2 separate regions of the Dromaius novaehollandiae genome follow, and region 2 is linked to region 1. A link is a contact called in public Hi-C data. All regions are on one chromosome and are shown on one strand. Each heading gives the region's core, a stretch centred on a gene start, on an enhancer-like site or on the middle of the called end of the contact. The rest is flanking DNA. Distances are from core to core; before and after follow the strand shown. Region 1 overlaps ALKBH8 (alkB homolog 8, tRNA methyltransferase). Region 2 holds the start of AASDHPPT (aminoadipate-semialdehyde dehydrogenase-phosphopantetheinyl transferase).

Region 1 (3,365 bases), core at 653-3,152:
GTAGCTCCCAAGTTTCAGTGCCTTTTCCTAATGGACCATTAATGCACTTTTCAGACGTGGACAATCAAAACACACATATACTAAAACAAGCCAGTGGCCCATAAAATGCTGCATTATTTAGTGCCTTTTCTTTCTGGTACTTCTACAACTTCTAATGATGTCTTTAATATATTTTTGTGCACTTAGATCTTCATCTGATTTTAAAATGTAAATGTCTGCTGTAGTAATATGCAGGTTAGCAGTTTTATTCCCATTACAGTTTTCTGCTTACAAAATTTACACGCTGATAATATATTGTCACAGTTGCATATACGGTGGCAAACGCAGTGCCACGTACAGTGGTAATCTGTCTCTTGTTCTCTCTATCCTTTTTCCCTTTAATGTGACTTAATATCTTTTTCTTCACCTGAATAAATTAGGGTAGAACGTTATGGAAAAAATATATAAACAGAATCATATGTCTTGTCTCTTTATTCTCCTCAACAGATGCTCACATTTGATAGAAGTACCATAAAGAAATAAACTGGTATCCCAACTGATTCTGTGTCCTGTTTCTGAGGTTGACTGATACTTCAGAGGAAGAAAAGATAGCATAATGCCACATATATTGTTATACTAAGTCATGGAAAAATCTTTCTATCTTTCCTTCAGCTGTTGTGTAGCTGTATGTATTGTATCATGACTAATTTTAAGTCTTGCAATCATAGATTATTGTTTATGCCCTATCACTGGAGAATCTAAACATTTCCATTTTTGGTATATTTGTCCTTACAGGATCTCTGAGTTAGGCAGGTACTAGTAAATAAAATAAATGTCTTGGCTTATGAACAGGAAGTCCATGGCACTGAGACTAAACACAAGTGTTTCACATACTAGCCTAGTGCCTTAGCCATCAACATAGGTTCTCAAACCTATTACAGCTTCAGTGATATCTTGCAGTCTAAAACACACAATCAAGAATCAGTCCTTTTCTCGGTGCTGAATGAGTTTATCCAGTAAAAAAGCACTTTGTACTAGTATGTCAGAGGGATCACTGCAAATCTAATTTGTTTTTGCATATTTGTTTTACGTTGAAGAGGAAATCGCTGTTGGCATGTAGAATTTACAGCTTAAATATGAACAAGCAATCCTGAGAAGAAAATAAGGGCATGATTTCTCACGACACTGCATTTGTTTTGCATTAGGTAACCTACAGTGATCCAAGTTCTTATGGTCGTGGGAAATGAGGCAGAAACATAGGTCTGAGATTCTATTCCCCAGCTCAGTCACATGAAACAAGTTTGTCCGTCAAGAGCCACAGTGAACCAGATGGTCAATTTTGTTCCAGTTGGCGCAATATGTAGTGTTTTAGGGAGGTTACAGGACTGATTAAACTTGATGTAGGAGAAAGTCTCTCCATTACTTTGGACCTCTGCCTAGCTTATAAAAGCCATGAAACAGTTTGTGGGCAAAGCAATGAGATATGTGATGTGTCTCGTGCTGTGATACTCCAGGAAAGGTGAGGCTGTCAGAACAGGCTGCTTGCTTGTCAGATTTTGACCCGTTTCTTTGGCACCTGCTCAGTAACTGTAGAATAAAGCGAGACTTCCTTAATGTCCCACTGAACTTCTAATGGCATTGTATAAACCACCACATTCATCCTTATTTATATGAGCTGGTATGCTAAAAATCTTGATGAGACTGTCAGTTTCAATGCTGTAATATTGAATATAAATGTAACTCAGAAGTTGTGATAGTAGGAAAAGAAAGGCAGTGGATTAAAATCAGTTCTAAATGATTTATTAAGTTTCATGGCAAACCATATGTCCCTGTTCCCATGAATTTGAACAGTGTGCTGCAAAACAAGGAGCAGTTCTTTCTGTTAAGTGTTTTCTGTATTGATGGTGTTATTTTCAGTGCCTCCATTTGGTGTCTCTAGAGATACACAGTTCTACAGTATTTCATCTGAGGAGCCTGACAAAGTTTGGAGCTGTCTCAGAAAAATCCTAGGTGAAGCCTGTGTCAAGCTTCCTTTTGTGGATTTGCTGCAAGAGTTTGATCAATACTGAGATTTCTGTTCCTCCGATTTTCCTAATTTGCCATTTAACCTGCTGTTACATAAGCCTTGATTCGTTAAAATTTTAGAAATACAGAGGTAATGTTTCTACGATGTTCTGAGTTGTGTGAAAGTATGCAACCCAGAAAAGGATATTCCTTTCCTGGCTGCAGATTTCTTACCCCCAATAGTTAGTGATACACTGCAGTCTTTCCTCCTTTCAGCCCTGCCTTATCCTGTTGAAGAGTACCATTGGACACCAACTGCTATCCTGCCAGAGGGTGAACCGTAATCATTGTTTTCCCAAGGAGTTTGTATTGTGTTGAGTTGGCACCTTGCTGTATTTATGATGTTCTGTCCTGTTTTCCTAATATCCAGACCTGATGTAAATATTTCGGGCTTGTCATTCTCCTCTCCTTGGCCTCTACTGTTCCACCTCGAGTGCCTTACTCTGCTTCTTATCCCTGTGCCTTGTCCTGGCAGAAAGCTAATATAAACACTGAGAACTGCTGCTGCGGTGCCTTGGTTAGATCCTTGACCTAATTTCTCTGAAAGAGAAGCTTCAGGGGTTTGAACCAGGTTCATGGCTCAAGGTTAAACAGGGAGGCTGAGAACGTGGGGTAATCCCTGACCTCTGCCTGTCTTCTGTTCATCTGAATGCATATTCAGGATGTCCTATCCTGCAGATATTGCGGGCCTTGGCCTAAAAAGAAAAGCAGTGGCTCTTTTAAACCTTGGAAGCAGGACAATATTACAAAGATATACCCCACCAGACCTTTTGAAATATGCATGGCCAATGCCAGTCCTAGAAATGATAGAATGAGGTACCCTGCTATTACCGTCTTTCAGACTGATAATTTATTCCTGCAGTTTTGTTTCTTATCTGTTAATCTATTTCTAATCTGTTTTTGTTAAGAAATAGAAATCTGTAGCTGCTGTAGCAGTAGCTGTTTCTGTAATGGTTGCTTGAGAAAGATTTTGTCAGAAGCCTTTAGAAAGTCTAGATTGCATCCAGCCATTGACAGTTATTTAGCAACTGTTTTGTGTTTTTGAATGAGTTTTAACAAGGTAGACAGGTACTGGGTATTGTTGTGTTAAGTGTGTGGTCCCAATCATATTTTGCTTATCTTGGTAGGTTGCTGATTCAGTTTAATTTGCTGCTTTTACATTTACATCTCTTTATTATTCTTTTAAGGGAAGTCATAAAGCATCTTAGCTATTTGAGGAATTATTCTGGCAGTGACTATAAGACTTTGAACAACCTTTTTCCTCTTTCCATGCTAGCAGCATAATTGTAGTGGGTGAAATTATAAAATAAAAGTGATCATTG
Region 2 (3,139 bases), core at 222-2,721, 640 kb after region 1:
GCAATTAGTTTCCTTATCAGCAGACGACCAGCCTATGGAATAAAAGGGATTCATAAAGAACCATTATGCTACGGACAAAGAAATATTTGTAGTTGCTAGAAAACCACCTGCCTAAAAATTGTTAGCTGTTATTATTGCCAAGACAAAGTAGGACTATATTTAAGTAAATGCTTTAGATTTCTCTCTTTTATAAAAGTTATCATCAAGTAAAACTAACTAAAACCCAAAACAGTTTACCGGACCTGATTACATTTGTAATCACTACTAGCAACAGATTCAGCACAAGACCCAATGAAAAAAAAAGTCTCAGCCTACAAGAGCCATAAAAAGTAGTTCCCTTCCCCATCTTATTCATTCACCTAGGATACTTTATGGCACAGTAGTCCAACATCAAATATTTTTTACACTATACTGAACAGTAAAACTCCCCTAAGAGCTTTTCAGTAACTCAGTTACTTTGATGCTAGACAAAATACTGAAGAATAGCTAAAAATGATGAACAACAGTTAACAAACTTATTAGCAGAAACCAGTATTACTACCACATTGTTATGTAAGACTTAAAACCTGCATTAATTATGCAAAATGTGCTGGATGAATCAGCATTGCTCTCTTACACCTTACGTTACTCTGGGATAATCTAGAGTACGTTGCTTCCGTGTCGTAATTTCACACCACAAAACTGACAAGTCTTTCAGGACAACCACCAACAGCAGATCACAAACATCTCTCTTCCCCCAAGTTAGTGGAAACTAGAACAAGTAACGCTGTCAGTGTAGTGCATTTACTGCCCTGAAACGCTCCCGCAAGGCCTTTTTTTTTTTTTTTTTTTTTTGGGGGGGGGGGGGGGTCAGCAATTTGGACAGTCTGAATCAGTGGCTGGACGAGCGCGCCCCGGACGCCGCTACCCAGCCGGGGCAACGCCTCACAGCGTGACGAGGGGCAGCTTCCATAGGGGCCTCGGGAGGCTCGTTAACGGAGCCACCTCGGCGCAGAGGGGCGGGGGGGTGCCAGGCCCCCAGCACCGCTTCGGGCACGCCCACACCGGGCGGGAAGGGCGAGCGCCGCTCTAGCCAACCCGGTCCTCCACGCCTCGCTTCCCGCCTGCGGTGAGCGCTCCCGCCCCCGACGGGAGGGGAGGGGAGGCTCCGCCAGCGGCCCGCGCGGCCCCCCCGCCGGCAGGTACCAAGGCGGCTTTGGCATCGCGGGCAAAGACAAACTGGCCGATGCGGTCCTTCTCCTCGGGCTGCACCAGGCGCGCCGCCAGCAGCCACTCCTCGCGGCGGGGGCGCCAGGCGGCGCAGGGGAAGGCCCAGCGCACGCTCCCCATGGGCCGCTCCTCAGGCAGCGTCGGGCGCTGCCCAGGCGCCTTCCGACGGCAGCGGCATGTTGGCACCGCTGAGCTACTGGCGCGCGCTCATCGCCGCCCTCTCCCGGCGCGGCCGTGACCCGCTCGCTCGCACCCCTCCGGCTTGGTGTGAGCCGCCTCTCGAACGGCGGGGACCAATCCGATATCAGAGAGCGGCGTGAGTGACAGACGAATGCGCCAGGTGCCGACCTATCAGAGGAAAGGCGGTGTCTGCGGCTGAGCTACGGACAGCGGGCGCGAAGAGGGGCGGGCGGAGAGGAACCCGCTCCGGAGGATGGGCGGGACTTCATCCGGATTGACAGCGCGGGGGGCCATCCGAAGCACAAGGATCGAGAGACTGACACCGGAAGAAGCCAATCCGCTGGCGGTGCCTCTGCAGAGGGTGGGACAGACGGTTCGGCGAGCTGTTGGTGTTGGGTGCAGGTGGGTGCGCGCTGTCCGGAGAGAGCGTTAACGGGGAGACTAGCGCTTCGCCAGTTGCAGAGGGGCAGCAGTGCTGGAGACCGCCACATCCCGTGGCTGGACCGGAGGCTGGGCTGAGAGGGGAGGGGAAGCGCTCCGCGATGTCCGCATCAGACTTAGTCTCCCCTTAGAATGAACGCAGGGTGCGTGGGGCGCATGCGCGGGCGCTTGGGCATGCGCAATAGTGGGCGTTGACGCCCGTGCCCGGTGCTGCTTGCCCGGCGGGGCGCGCGGAAGGGTGGGAAGATGGCGGCTGCCGCGGTGTTTGGTGGTCGCCACAGCCGCGGCGTGCGGGGCCTGCGCTGCTCGGCAGCCGGGGCGGGTGGGGACGCGCGGCCGCAGTGCGCAGGCAGTGCGGTGGCTGGATGGTAAGCGCGGCCCTGGCAGAACGGGCGTAATTTTTTACGTACGTCTGCTTCCTGCTGTGTTTGAGAAAGGGGCGAGTTTGTACCGGAGGCACTCGTTGCCCCTGGGGTTTTTCGTGGTGCCGTTATTTATTAGCGGCAGGTGATCCGCCAGCGTCTGCGGCCCCATCCTTGCCCTTAGCGCGTCCGTGTTCCTGAAGGTTCCTGAGGACTCGTGGTGGCCGCCTGGGCCCGTCTCGTGGGGGGTGGCCCCGTGTCCCCCCTCCGTTGCGGTATTCATACAAAGTGTTATATTACTCTAGTTTGATTCTGACATCTAAAGATTATGTCCAAGTAACAGCGTCTTTCTATCCTTTGCTGTCTGTTGTAATAAGATTTTTAGTGTTTATTGTTGGTACTGGATTCCCTTGCTCCCTCAATTATAGGCCATCTGAAAAACATAGGTAATGATATTATTTTCCCTTTGAATTGGAACTTAGGCCATGGCTAAACGTTTAGCATCTATTTGGAAACTTATGAGCTATGTTCCTATTTGTTGCCTTAGAAATATATGCTGTTTAACTTTTCTATATTGATCACATACAAATAGTGTAATTTTCAAATTTTTTTTTTTGTAACATTTCAGGCATTTCTTAGAATGTGCCCCTTTTTTTGTTGTTTTAGCACTCCAAATCCCTGTTAATGTGAAGAAGTGCTGTTTCCCCACAGGCCAGAACTGTTGTCTTTCTGTCTAGAATAAGAACTAGAAGTAGAGTATGGCATTTCAATTCCAATTGTGTTGTGAGAATGAAAATTAAAATTCTTGGAACTTTTTACCTAAGAAAACAATTTCCAAAAAAGACTGATGAATTTGAGAAATTTAGCTTTAGGATAAAATCCAGTCAATCTGAGTTCTAACTGATTATTTTGTCTTAATTGATTGTGAGAGGATATGCAATTAAAGA

Evidence for each region. A called contact is a pair of places that touch in the nucleus more often than the background predicts.
Region 2: a contact with region 1 is called in a Hi-C map of brain, with 6 times the contacts expected there. The contact joins the promoter of AASDHPPT here to the enhancer-like site in region 1. A contact is called at or near these places in 2 of 4 Hi-C or Micro-C datasets (brain and ovary).

The regions. Positions count from the first base shown.
Region 1 is chr1:201,650,894-201,654,258 of bDroNov1.hap1, forward strand. All of the region lies in intron 7 of ALKBH8 (alkB homolog 8, tRNA methyltransferase), which reads left to right. Among named protein-coding and RNA genes, the nearest start is that of ALKBH8, 18 kb to the left of the region's middle. Within about 2 kb of position 1,903, at least 2 of the 2 cell types and tissues checked have open chromatin away from gene starts, as enhancers often do.
Region 2 is chr1:202,295,382-202,298,520 of bDroNov1.hap1, forward strand. It overlaps AASDHPPT (aminoadipate-semialdehyde dehydrogenase-phosphopantetheinyl transferase), which reads right to left and starts at 1,472. Exons shown (of 6, transcript XM_026100221.2): 1 at 1,186-1,472; 2 at 1-32. The coding sequence starts at 1,329. KBTBD3 (kelch repeat and BTB domain containing 3) reads left to right here and starts at 1,639. Exons shown (of 3, transcript XM_026100217.2): 1 at 1,639-1,791.